Linked DNA regions of Drosophila melanogaster: region 2 is linked to region 1. A link is a contact called in public targeted proximity ligation data. All regions are on one chromosome and are shown on one strand. The core of a region is the stretch at or near the end of the contact, and the rest is flanking DNA. Distances in the headings are between cores, read along the strand shown. Region 1 holds the start of Prps (Phosphoribosyl pyrophosphate synthetase). Region 2 holds the start of Ae2 (Anion exchanger 2).

What was found.
Region 2: a contact with region 1 is called in a targeted proximity ligation map of the Kc167 cell line, with 3 times the contacts expected there. A contact is called at or near these places in 13 of 107 Hi-C or Micro-C datasets (the Clone 8 cell line, the Kc167 cell line, the OSC cell line and 4 more) and 1 of 7 datasets of targeted methods (the Kc167 cell line).

The regions. Positions count from the first base shown.
Region 1 is chr3L:9,693,513-9,699,936 of dm6, forward strand. It overlaps Prps (Phosphoribosyl pyrophosphate synthetase), which reads right to left and starts at 3,188. Exons shown (of 7, transcript NM_140088.3): 1 at 3,027-3,188; 2 at 721-946. The coding sequence starts at 938. It overlaps Ubc4 (Ubiquitin conjugating enzyme 4), which reads left to right and starts at 4,824. Exons shown (of 3, transcript NM_001300085.1): 1 at 4,824-5,243; 2 at 5,454-5,606; 3 at 5,834-6,424. The coding sequence starts at 5,181. The coding sequence ends at 6,217. It also overlaps asRNA:CR45804 and asRNA:CR45121.
Region 2 is chr3L:9,759,817-9,766,240 of dm6, forward strand. Ae2 (Anion exchanger 2) reads left to right here and starts at 3,728. Exons shown (of 13, transcript NM_206312.3): 1 at 3,728-3,883. It overlaps CG42268, which reads right to left and starts at 579. Exons shown (of 12, transcript NM_168368.2): 1 at 132-579. It overlaps lncRNA:CR45407 (long non-coding RNA:CR45407), which reads left to right and starts at 1,084. Exons shown (of 1, transcript NR_124840.1): 1 at 1,084-1,538.

The DNA.
Region 1 (6,424 bases), core at 1,938-4,437:
AAAAGGGTGCTTGCTAGTGGGTGGGGTAAAAACTATGGGCGCCTTTATTTGTTATTTATTGTTGTTGTTGCATCAGCAGCTGACTGGCTGGTTTTGCGCCTGTGTGAGTGCGTGCGAGAGAGAGGGAAGCAAAAAGCGTGCAAGCCGCAAGTTTAGACATACACACACACGCACACACAGCTGCTAATTTAATTAAAAATATATAATAAAAATCATTTTCGGTTTCTTTGCATTTCTTGTCTAGGAAGATTTAAAAAAATTTAATTTAAATTTTGTGAAAATTGCACGCGACATTGGCCAAGCTTCACGTGTATGTTGGTGTGTGTGTTACTCTCACTCATACCAGCACAACGCCACTAAACACACACAAACACACAGACGCACGGCTATAGCGACAAAGACGGTGTACAGTCCACTTGTTAAATCAATAAAAATAAAAAGAAATCAAGCCAAAGGCAGGCCACAAAAATTCAGGAAAAATCATTCAGTTTTAGGTAATCACAAATTCCCATAGATTCCCATTGTTGATTGTGGCAGCGAAACGCCAGCAACCTTCAGCGAATGTCAAGGACCTTTTGAGCACATGTGTTTGCAGACCAAACACTTTTTCGTCAAACTCAATTAGCGCACTTTAAAAACACATTTGTCCGTTGTCGTTAAACACTTGTTGGTGGTCACACACGCAATTTGCGAAGGAAATTCTCCTGCAGGACTACTCACCAGGTCTCCAAGTTGCTGAACTTCTTCGTAACCACCTTGCCGAGATCGATTCCCAGGCGATCGACTATCCGCTGGGCCAAATCCGGATGCGAGGTGCCCGAAAACACTTTGATGTTCGGCATTCTGGAGTGGATTAAATTTAGACAACCAGCCTGTTTCTCCAAATTGTCTCGGATCAAACTTCTAGCGCGTATCGGATTAGCAGAGCGAACTGGCATCACACAATCTATGAGTAGAAGTTTTTATTATAAATTTTTTTCGCCAAAACGCGGGCAGCGACGTCGACGTCGTCGCCTTATCGGTGAGAAAGCAAGAGCGTAAAAGAGAGCAACGAAGCTTTTTGCTGCGCACTGCGCTCTCTTTCGCTCGCTCTTTCTGTAAAGCCACCCCAATTATCCCCCATTCCCATCCAGACCATGTGATTTTTCTACGCGTTCTCCAGGGAACTGGAAAGCTATCGATTTCGATTCCGGACTACTAAAGCGGTGCGATAGGTTTTTATAATTTTAAATATTTTCATTAATCAATTCGAATTTCCTAGTGTGTTTCTCAGTATAAATCTAAACAAGTTAATGGGATTGCACTATTACAATATTAGCCTTTCAAAAAGCAAGGATTTACCTATTTCATTGCAAATAATTTTATATTTATAATATTTTGGCTCGGTTTGCTATTAAATTTACATATGAACATGAAAAAGAATAAATATAAATTGCAAATTGACACTGATTATATTCGATAGATAAACAGCTTGTTGTCACACCCGTAAAATCTATGAGTTTTCTTTTAACATATAAAATATGCTGGCATGCCAACAGGCGCGCGCCAAAAAAAAAGCTTTTAAGGCTGAGGTAAACAGCTGTTCCACGGATGTCCCTCAGTTGGCCATGAAAACCTAGCACCACACACACACACGCGGACAGAAATGAAAGGAATGTGAATTCTAGGATATAATCTACGCACCATTCTGCTCGTTCTCCGTGCATTTCTTATCGGGCATTATTCACAAAACAAATCCCGAGATGAAGGTTCTGCGACAGGTAAGCGCCGACTATTTGATTGAACAACCCGTTTAATAACAAGACGCACTCAGCTGTTCTGCGCCAGGTAAGGTGAAAAGTGCACTGTTTCAGCGACAATGGGAGATTGGGATTAGCAGCCGCAGAGCGCCGCATCTGGCGAAATTGAGCGAGCGAATGGAACTGAGCGCCGTACAACATGGCGTATGCTTCTATTACACATACGCACCGGCTGCCCACACACACACACACCCATATTTTACGAGAGAGCGCAAGAGAGCGCCAAGGATGGGATGATGCGCAGTTAAGTTGATGCCACAAGGAAAAGCTTTCGGGACGCACTTTTCCTCTCTTTTTCGGAATCAGCTGTTTTCGATAGGTAATTTCCATAGAATTTTTAATACGTCATGTTGCAATTTTAGATATGTAAAACGTCACACAGAGCGAAAATTTCAATAATAAGTATTAATTTTTTTTATAAAATAATCACAGACCTCATTTCTAAAGTAAGACAAAATTGCGGCTTAGTTTCATTACATCTGCACAACTCAGTAATTTCTTAATAACACACAGATATGCAATAAAATTGTTTCATATATATTTCAATGGGTAATAAATTTCCAAGGCCCCATAAGACTGTCAATATATTTTCCTATTCATAATAACATAAAAAAACCCTAAATATCTGAGACAATAATAAACATTTAATGCTGCGTTTCCCACTTTTAAAACCTATATGCATGCGGCTCTTTTTGTGCACATACTTAGAAATTTATTTTTTGTCTGTGTATCTGTGCTGTATGCCGCTTTCAATTGGTTCTGGATAATTGTTGCTCTGCAAATATCTCTGCTATGTACTTTGTACATACCAGCAGAAATGTTTTGTTTTCTAGATCTCAAATCCGAGGTACAGTTCTTGCTTTTTCATTTCACGGGGGCTCGTCTTTGCTTTTGTTGCCCCCGAGATGTTTTCTTGTTGTTTGTGCAACTGTACCTGGGATGCTGAACAAACGAACGCGGCAGAAAAACACTGCGATTTGTTAAATTGTTATTTTCGTGCCCATGGCTAAATATAAATGAACTAATGCCAAATGCTGACGTACTCTTCTCCGTGTTTTATCCCTAAAAACTGACGCAAATGGCATTGCAAGTACAGGAATAATGGAGCCGTGGATAGCGGGTTGGTGGGGCAAAAACCACGTGCCGAATGCGACGCATGTTTTGAGTCGAGGCGAAAACAAAGGCACGCACACTTCAAAATCGAGTAGTACACCATACTGGACTTACTTGAAACATGTGAGGTAGCAAAGTGTCGCAATTACTTTTAAACTACAAACTATTAATCACTGAACGATGCGGTTTGTACAAGTTGGTCGAAAAAAACTTGTACTTTGTGATTTCACTTGGATGCAGCCGCTGCTCAGAAAATGCAAAAGCTGAATGAATCAGAACGCTTTTGAATTGAATTTAAGCGAGGGAAGTTGAGTTTCTGTTTATGGAGTTGTTTGGTGCGAGAGAGCAAGAGATAACGCAGAGGAGAGTTGATTTAATCAAGCTGAAGCATGGATACCCTTACGTTACAAGACAATAAATGTATCTTTTGGTTATCTGGTTATTTTATGGGGTAGGAAACGCATCCCTCTTCACACAGTCATAATACATATGCTTCGAAAGGGAATATCGGGGAGAGTAAAAGAGAACCGGCATATTTGTTTGTGTCGGTCACTCGTTTTGTTTTGTGGCGAAAGAGCGCCACAAAAGGGGAGCACAAACACGTGTGTCCAAAGAGTTGGAGAAGCAAGAAGCTCTTCCGTTTTAATTAGTCTCCGAATGTCTATTGGGTATATTTCTTATCCGAAAACTGTTGTTGCGTTGGCTCTCAAAACTTCCCCACACGCTTTTGCTGACACGTTTTTTTCTCGATCGCCATTGAGCTGTGCGAAACGTGAATTTGAGCAGTAAAAGAGAATGTCGACTTTAATGATTTTTCAGGTATGAAATATGCCCTCTAATTTTTTTGATCATATTTTTATTTTGTTAACATTCAACTTATTAATAAGAGTTTGCTGAAAATGTAATCCACTTAATTGTTTATCACTTAAAAATTTTTTAGGTAAAGTTCTCTCATATTGATTTAAAATTGCAATGTGAATAAAGTAACACTTCGTGTACCCCTTTTCCAAGTATAACCATTATAAACACAGGATCGTATGGCGCATAATTAATGGCTGTCTATTATTTTTGGACTGTTGCCAAGAGAGACCTACGCCTTAGAAGATTAAACTTCTTGTTTTTGTTTATGGGGCGCAAAACAAGTTTCAAATTTCCGACCGCAGACAAGGCGGGCGAGCGTAATGGAACCATATTACTGAGGTCAAAAGAACTTCGATTATATAATAAGGCCATGTATTCAGTATTCAAGATCAGAGACGCAATGGAAAATAACCTTTGACGTGTGCCAAGGAAAAGCTGCGGCTTTTTTATCCAATGGTACAAAAACCAACTTTGGAATTGATTCAGCCAATCATTGTAACGTAAATAGATTTTATCAACAAAGAGGTAAGAATGAGTACTTCGTGTATGGGGCTTAGCTGAATTTATTAGGAAAGTAGTTTGTAAATATGGTTATTTTTATGTAGATTTTGCTTTTGTTTCTTTTCATTTGTATTATCGAAACGAGTTAGGAAAATGTGTCGGTTAAGATTCCCAGATTCTGATATGTCGCCTTCAGGGAAACAAAGTCATCATGTCATCCAGTGGACATAATTGGAGGACCAATGTTAAGAAGAAGACTCCTCCTTAAAATGTTTAATAGGTTTTAATATGATTAAATAGTTATGAGTTGAGTGAAGTGGGTGTACCTGGGTAGTATTAAGGGCGTATCTAGGCAATATATGGCTCGCAGCAAGTAGCACCAATTCATTACGTCCCTATGTAATAGTTATTTATTCATATGCTAAACATTTGAACATTCGAACTTCGTTAGCAATTTTCGCGCTCTTTCCCCGAAGCCCTATCGATACGTCAATCGATAGGCGAGCTTTCAGAATTATCCGAATGCACCGCGGCGGTCACACTACGGAAAAACAAAAAAGAAATAGCGCTGGCAAAATAGACGTGCTGAGCGCTGTAAAAAGTCAGATTCGTGTTGAAATTGGAATAATAAGTTTTTTATTTTCCGTGCGCTGGTCGAGCTCGTTGCTTCGACAATTCGAAAAGCGATCGAAAGGAGCAACCTTGTAGGCCAACAGCCAGGCGTAATTTACGCAACGCACAACACTCACAAAATCCAAAATTGCACGGGGGGGCAACAATAAAAACAGAGGCAGAACAGAACACAGCAAGAAGAGCGTGGTGAAGAGGAGCGGCGGAGAAAGGAGAACGGTGAACAGGGAACAGGGAGAGAGCAGAAAGGAGAGTCCGAGAAACGGAGGAAACATCATGGCGAACATGGCAGTGTCGCGGATCAAGCGGGAGTTCAAGGAGGTGATGCGCAGCGAGGAGGTGAGTCCCGAGCTCCAAGGCCGAAGGACACTCAAACGGCACCTCGGCAATGCCAGCTGCACCACCGCCCCTGGTCGTGGTGCAGGGGGCGGGGGAGGGTGTCCGCGAACGTTGGTGGCGTTTTTGGCGCGCTTATGGGCTCCGTTTTCTTTGTGAAATGTAAACATTGGCCCCACTGATTTGTTAATTTGGCTTGTAATCCCTGAACAGATCGTCCAGTGTTCCATCAAAATCGAACTGGTCAATGACAGTTGGACGGAGCTGCGCGGCGAGATCGCCGGTCCGCCTGACACGCCCTACGAGGGCGGCAAGTTCGTCCTGGAGATCAAGGTGCCCGAGACATATCCCTTCAATCCACCAAAGGTACGTAATAGCCATGTCAGACTTTGTGCACCTATACAATATGCTAGCTTAGAAATAAACAACTCTTACATGAGTACACCTCATCTTTCAAAAATCGTATCTTATGACTTCACTTCGTAGAAAGTGACACTTCTATGAATCCACAATGTTAACTTGAATTCTGAAAGGCGCAATAAGAACCTGTAACTTGTAATTGAAACCTAAATAAATTGCAAACTTCTTCGCAGGTACGCTTCATAACGCGCATCTGGCATCCGAATATATCGTCGGTTACGGGTGCGATTTGCTTGGACATCTTAAAGGACAACTGGGCTGCAGCGATGACACTGCGCACCGTACTGCTGTCGCTGCAGGCGCTCCTGGCCGCCGCAGAGCCGGACGATCCACAGGACGCAGTGGTGGCCTATCAGTTTAAGGACAAGTACGATCTGTTCCTGCTTACGGCCAAGCACTGGACCAACGCGTATGCGGGCGGACCGCACACCTTTCCCGATTGTGATTCAAAGATCCAACGTCTCAGGGACATGGGCATCGACGAGCATGAGGCGCGCGCCGTGCTCTCCAAGGAGAATTGGAATTTGGAGAAGGCCACCGAGGGCCTGTTCAGTTAGCTTGTCCCAGCCGCACTAGCATCAGTACCATTCGCGGCGGTGGCAGCACCAAGAACACCGGCCAACTTCAGCATCAATCCTTCAGAACGGCAATCACGCTAAATTCTTGTACACTCACGCACCAATATATTTTCGTAAATCTTATCCACGAAATTACATTGCCCTGTAGTTATAATAATTCTCTGATCTGTTCTATAATTTTATTAT
Region 2 (6,424 bases), core at 2,478-4,977, 67 kb after region 1:
CACAGCTAAAAAAAAATGGTCACCAAATGGGTCATCGATAAGGAATTTCCTGAAATCCGAATCGCTTATCTTTGCATTGACCTACTGCGCTTATATTAGGAATTTATCTTATAAATAAGAAAATAGCTTACTGTTCAAATGGAAATACTGAATTCGCGCACTTTTTGCCTCAGTGTACTTTTGCACATCGATACCCTAGTTTCGCTGAGTGTTTTTGGGTTAGTTCGGGTGTTAGTTTCAGCCACAGATTTGTCTCGGCATGCAAATTGCCATTTTTCACCCGCAGACCCACCTTTGCCTTATCTTATCGCTGTACACATATGTACATATATGTGTTTTGGAGCTCGTAATTAAATTGAAATTCTCGAGAGCACTTTGTAGTTTTGCGTAGCACTTGATTTGACACTTTGGCAGTATTAGTTAACTACCACCTGTTGGTTTTCTTTATTACTTCACAGCGCGACCTTGAATTTTGCGATTAGTTTTTAACTTTTATTTTCTGGTCATAACTACACTGCCAGTCATAAGAATCGCGTCATATTTGCTTTTATTATTAATAGCCAAAAGCGTCGAAAGCGACTGACTGCGGACTACGCACAAGACTCGAGACCCGAGCACCCAAGAATCTAAATCTACAAAGCTGCGATCGTTAGAAAAGCTCGCTCTCTTACCAACCAGCTTTTAGCTCCACAGTTTCTGGTGGTGAGAGAAAAACAAAGTGAATAAATTGTGATTCACAGACCATTGTTTATGCGTCTCAATTGCTTGTAGTTAGTAGTATGCACACTTTGCAGTGCCAGCAAATTCTCAAATCTCAGCCATAAAGCCATATAAGGACGCATCGAAATATGTTTCAATTAAACTCCCTTTTAAGCGAAATCCCTTGCTCTTTTTAATTACAAAATTCGAGTAGCTAAGACACCGAACAATGCAACTTCATCGCCATTTTATATGCACAATCAAATTCAATCAAATCCGCCCTTTGACACCGCATTCTATACACCTTTTCCCTTTGTGTACAAATATCCGAGTGTAGGGCTATTAAAAAGCACTTTCTTATCAATGCAGGAAAAGGCAAACCGAATGAAGCCGCCGTGCAGGCAAAAGGTGCACAAGGAAACCGAACAATGACGGAAAACGTTGCCAACCAGCAGCTCAGGGGTTCGGCATCAGCCCATAACAACCAACCCACTCCGCCAACCACCGCCCACTAAGCAGAATTGGATCCGATGAACCACCCACCGAATGGCTTGGCTGAGCGTCAAGTGTCATAAAAAAATAGGAACAACACTTGCAAGCCAAAAACTAAAGTGCACGAGTTGCTGGCCATGTGGCTCTTCACACACCACCCATCATCACTCCAGTCAACTTTCTACGCCCAACCACCAACAGCCACCCAACGCGCCCAACGAGGCACCACCCACCATTCACTGCCCCATTCACCGTTCACCACACTCTCCTATTACTACTAGATCCATTTTCGCTCATCTTTCAAAGGCGCCGTGTTGCGTTTGTGTTTGTGCTGACTGCAGGCGGAGAAAATATCATAATGTCGGGTTATTTGTAACAATTTGGCCAATATATGTAGTTTTAGTGGAACATTATTGATTTAAGTGTAATTTATAATTAGATATAGAATTAACTCCATGCGTTTTGCCATTAGTTGAACTGGTACACTTTGTTTTAAGCTAATACCATATACTTCTTTTTAAATTTCTTTAAATTTCTTTTTAAACAGCAATAAAAATCCTGTATAATAATAATTATAATAGTATGCTTAATAATAAACTTAAAAACTTAAACTATTAAGCTTAAAAGGTATTATGGTTAGATATTAACATATTGATTTATACCAGAACGTAAACAACCTCTTATCTACAATACATCTATTGAAATTCTCTAATTTTCTCGCAGTGCACGACAGCGGGCATATGGGTAACTGCAAAGAAATACAAAAGAAAACATTTACAAAACTTCCATTTCCGCTTTATGTGGGCAGTATTTGCAGGCGAAGCGGGCAGTAGTCGAGGGGGGAAATTGAAAAAAGATAGTTTCACATAAACCCTTGGGCATTTGCTCCCGCCCGCTTTTCCACCCCCTGCACCACCTGAATCCCCCACGGCATAACTCAAATACAAACAGAAATGGCAGAGCTTGCAGGTGAACATTCCGATAGTTCGCTTTTGGGCGGCGGAAGTGAGCATTGTTGAAGTTTTGCAAGGTAAATCAAATGATAAAATGAAGATGCAGTCCGAAGTCCAGCAATGCAGCAGCGCCAACAACAACAACAACAGCTGATAGCAACAGTTTTGGGACAACTCAAGGCAATTGGAGCTTTTCACCACGACAGCGACGCCTGCGCTGAAAAAGCACTCAATGCTTGAGTGAGTTTTCTCATTGTTTACCTATTTCCGCTTGCAAGGCTAAAACGCTTGTTATCGTTCAATGTTGCCTACTTTCAGGCTTCCACTTTGGCTCGCAATTATCGTAGTCTCCATTTAGGCTCCTTGGCTTAACCCTTAGACGGTCCAGCTGGGCTTTTCGCGCTTCTTTAGCGTATGAGTAAGTTTTTTCGCTTATCAACTAATGGACTTTTAATCGTGCGAATTGCGTGAAAGGGTGAAGTGCGGCCACTCTTGACATTATATTTATAGTGCCTTATTCAACAAAGCCCTGCGGCTTGACCATAAATTTTCCTATCGCCAGCCGATCGAAATAGCCGTCAAATAGACCATAATTAATTTGTTGAAATGACAACAATTTCGCACCACATTTCGGATCAATTATCGAGTGCCTGTGAATTGTGACAATCAATATAAAATGAATATTTTCACAACTAATTGAACTCTCTGACGTATGCAGCTATCGGAAAAGCCCCACTGGAAAGTCCTCTTCTCATTGGAAAGCTTTGTATTTGCCCTTATCATTGCTAACTCGCCCCAAAAGTTAACACCCATATGCTGGCGGGTTTTAATCATTATTTGGCACAATTGAACGTCATAAATTTTCAAGTATAAGCCCGCAATCAAAATTATTCGACATGTAGACGTTGGTAAAAATTATGGCCCGTCGATCGGCGTTCAACAAGTGTCACATTGTACAAGTTCCCAACAAAACCCAAAAGCGATCGATTCCGATTGTCGCCTTTCATTTCAAATGCAAATCAGTCAATTAGAGCGTCGCAGTCGGCCAATTTGCATTGCGTGAATTGCTGGGCTAATATTGGCACTTCCAGCCAGTGCTATTTATTTTTAGATAACAAATCAAACGCAATGATATTAATAGATAACGCAACCCAATCGCAATCCAGCGGGGGGGTCCGAAACGTGTCCCTCTGAAGGGTTAAGTGCAGCCTGCGTACAAACAGTTAATTAACACTTTTAGCACATTTGAAAATTGCATTCCGAAACTGACATAGAAAGAATAAGTCACAATTACAACATATTTAAACAAATTATTTAATAAAATAGAGATGCTTAACGAATACCTTTTGTATGTTGAATATCCTTAACCTTAGATTAATGCGGGATCGCCTTGGATTAACAACAGTTTATAAAAATTATATAACTATTCGATTAAATTTTATATTTCATGCTACAAATCTTTTAAAGACAAATGTTTAGTTCTCTTCAGAATCGATTTAAGAGAAACCAGTTCAAAACTCTCTTCTCTTCGCCGCCAAATTCGCCGTCGATCGCTTCGGTTAAAAACGTGCTGCGGCAGGAACTGTAAATCATTACGTTCGGAAACGTGCTGCTGCTCGGACGGAAACGCAGAAACTGCGGATAAAAGGCGGACAATATTTTTAGAGCTCGCCAAGTTCAAGTTTGCGACGAAACACAGAAAGTGGTAAACCGTACGCGAAAATATAAGAAAATACAGAGTAAAAAGTATAGCAAAATATACAAAAGGTTCCACCACCAACGTGCGCACACGCAACAATAGCAACAACAACAAAAAAAAAAGCGCCGTTGTTATTGTTGCTCTTTCCTGCCAATTTTATTGTGTTTCTCCATTGCCCTCTGCTTTATCGTCTGTTGTTTTTATCGACGCGTTCGCTCCCGCGTTCTTTCTCCTTCTCCAGCCAGCGCGAGTGTGTGTGTGTGTGTCTCGCCCCCAAAAATATATCGCTCTCCCGCTCTTTCTCCGTTTGATACGTTTGTTGTCAGCGCCGCGTAAACTAAAACTAAATTTAAAAAACTAAGAAAAAAACATATACGAGGAAGTTGACTCCGCAAGATCAAGGTTAAAGAAAAACCCTTTATGCTAATCAACAAGCTGTGTGTGAGGCACAGTGGAAAATTTTCGAATTTCGCCAAGCGGCGACGTCATCAGTGGTCGCATTTGTTGTTGTTGGCGCCCGTGGCCGAGTAAAAGGTAAAAAAAAAAAAATAGTAAAAAGTAGAAGAATACTTCAAGTACGTGTCAATTATAAAATTCACTTCGGTCTGCCTTTATTGTTGTTTTTGCTCTTCTGTCTGCGGCTATTTTTGTGCGAAAAAGATCTTTGAATTGTGGATATTTTGACTTTCTGTCGCATTTCCCACACACCGAAAGAAAAAATTTGATCACTTGAAGGCTTTTTTTTTTTGAAAAGCTAAGAGTATTAATGAAATGCGTCTAAAATTATTAAAAATAAAATTTTTTTGTTATTCACAAAGTTGTGTAAAAGGCTACTTATCACTTTTAAAATAATTTGCGCAACCAAAGGCCTAAAGTAATGTGATATCTAGGACCTTACATAATTATGCAAAACCGTAGCTGAGTCTTTTCTGTGTAAGAATAAACATTTACTGGGCTTTTTCGCAGTTGGAAAAGTGTCAAAGAAAATTCGAAATTTACTCGGCGCCGAAAACAATTACGGAACTAAATATTGTTTAAATACTTACTGTTTGCTAGCCGGCTGTTGGCTAAGAACTTTTCGGCCCGGTTTCTCAATTGCTGTCGGACAAATTATTAAGCAGCCAGAGGAAATAAATCAAGTCAAGTCCGAGAGCAACTGCAGCATGTGACTGCGAAACTTTGGAAACTGGTTCTATTTTGGATCTTTGGCCAGGGGCGGTGTGGGATTTTTTCCTTTGTGTTCTTGATTTTTGCCGTTTTTTTTTTTGTTGTTGTTATGGTTGGTTTTGTTCGACAAGCTAACACAGTTTCAGTTGTACCGGGCACGTAGCGCTACGTTCTCTTTTCCCCGTTCCACCATTTCTCCCCTTTCTTTCCTTTCTGCGCCCCTTTCTCCTCCTCCATCACCGACTGTTTGTCTTCTGCTCCCCGCGGCGCTTTATGCTAAGTTTGTCTGCTTTTTATGCAAATTTCCGCAAACAACAAGAGAAACAACAGCGGCAGAAAGCACGAAAACTCTACTTTTGGGGGAATTTCTGCTATCAGCACTGAGTGTGCTCCAAGTCCCCCGTTGGACGCAACCCCCCCCCCCCCCCCCACCGACACCACGCCCATCCATTTTGCACAGCACGTGAATCGCTGTTGCACTTTCCCGCCTGCACTGGAAGAAACGGAGGTAGCAGTCGTCCATCTTAAGTATTTGAAAAATAAGTTCTATAAAATGTATACAAAATAATAAGGAATGTTTATAGTTATCAGAAATATCTCCAGATTCTCAATTCTCATAAGTTCTATACCTATTGGTGAAAAGTTCTAGTGTAATAGTAAATAGTAATTCAAAGAATTTTTAAAATTCCTAGAGATTTGAAGATTCCCTTGCAGAAATGCAAACTTTTTTATATTGTTTTATTTATAGCGTGGTCGTCTTAATTTATTTTTATATTCCAAAGTTATCGTGGAATGCCGCTGATAAGGACTTCTAACAGTGTCGAGAATACTCAATGAGTAGCCAACTTCGATGCTGTTCCTATTTTGTCGCTGTGTTGAAAGATATTTGTGCTTGGCGCCCTCTTGCTCTAAACGCCCCCGCTGCTACAACCAAAACACCTCCCCCGCCCCTTGTTACCACTCTGGGGTTTCAGCTGGTGAGTAATGGCTCAATAATTTGGCTTTCCCCGGACCGCCCCTCCCCCACCACCCCTTTTGCAACATCTATGCTGCAGTCGCGACCCGCACACGATAAACACACAATGTTAACTAGAATTTGTTTATCTCAACTTGGCTGGTTATTTTCTTTATTTCTGTGTTTTTTTTTTTTTGCTGTTTTTGCATTTTGTGGGGTTCTTGCCTGATATTTAACCAAAATGTATCATGACGCTTAAAGTTGGGTTTTATTGTTATTGCCCCTTCTGCAGTAGCTATAATTGTTGCTCTGCACTTTTGTTTACACAACTTGTGGTGAATCTGTTGTTGTAATTTTGCGTGTTTCGAGAGTAGTATTTATTGTTCCTGCGAACGGTACACAGAATATTTGCTGGGGCAAGCAAATTGAAGTATTTAATAACAAAAGCTGATGTTCGGA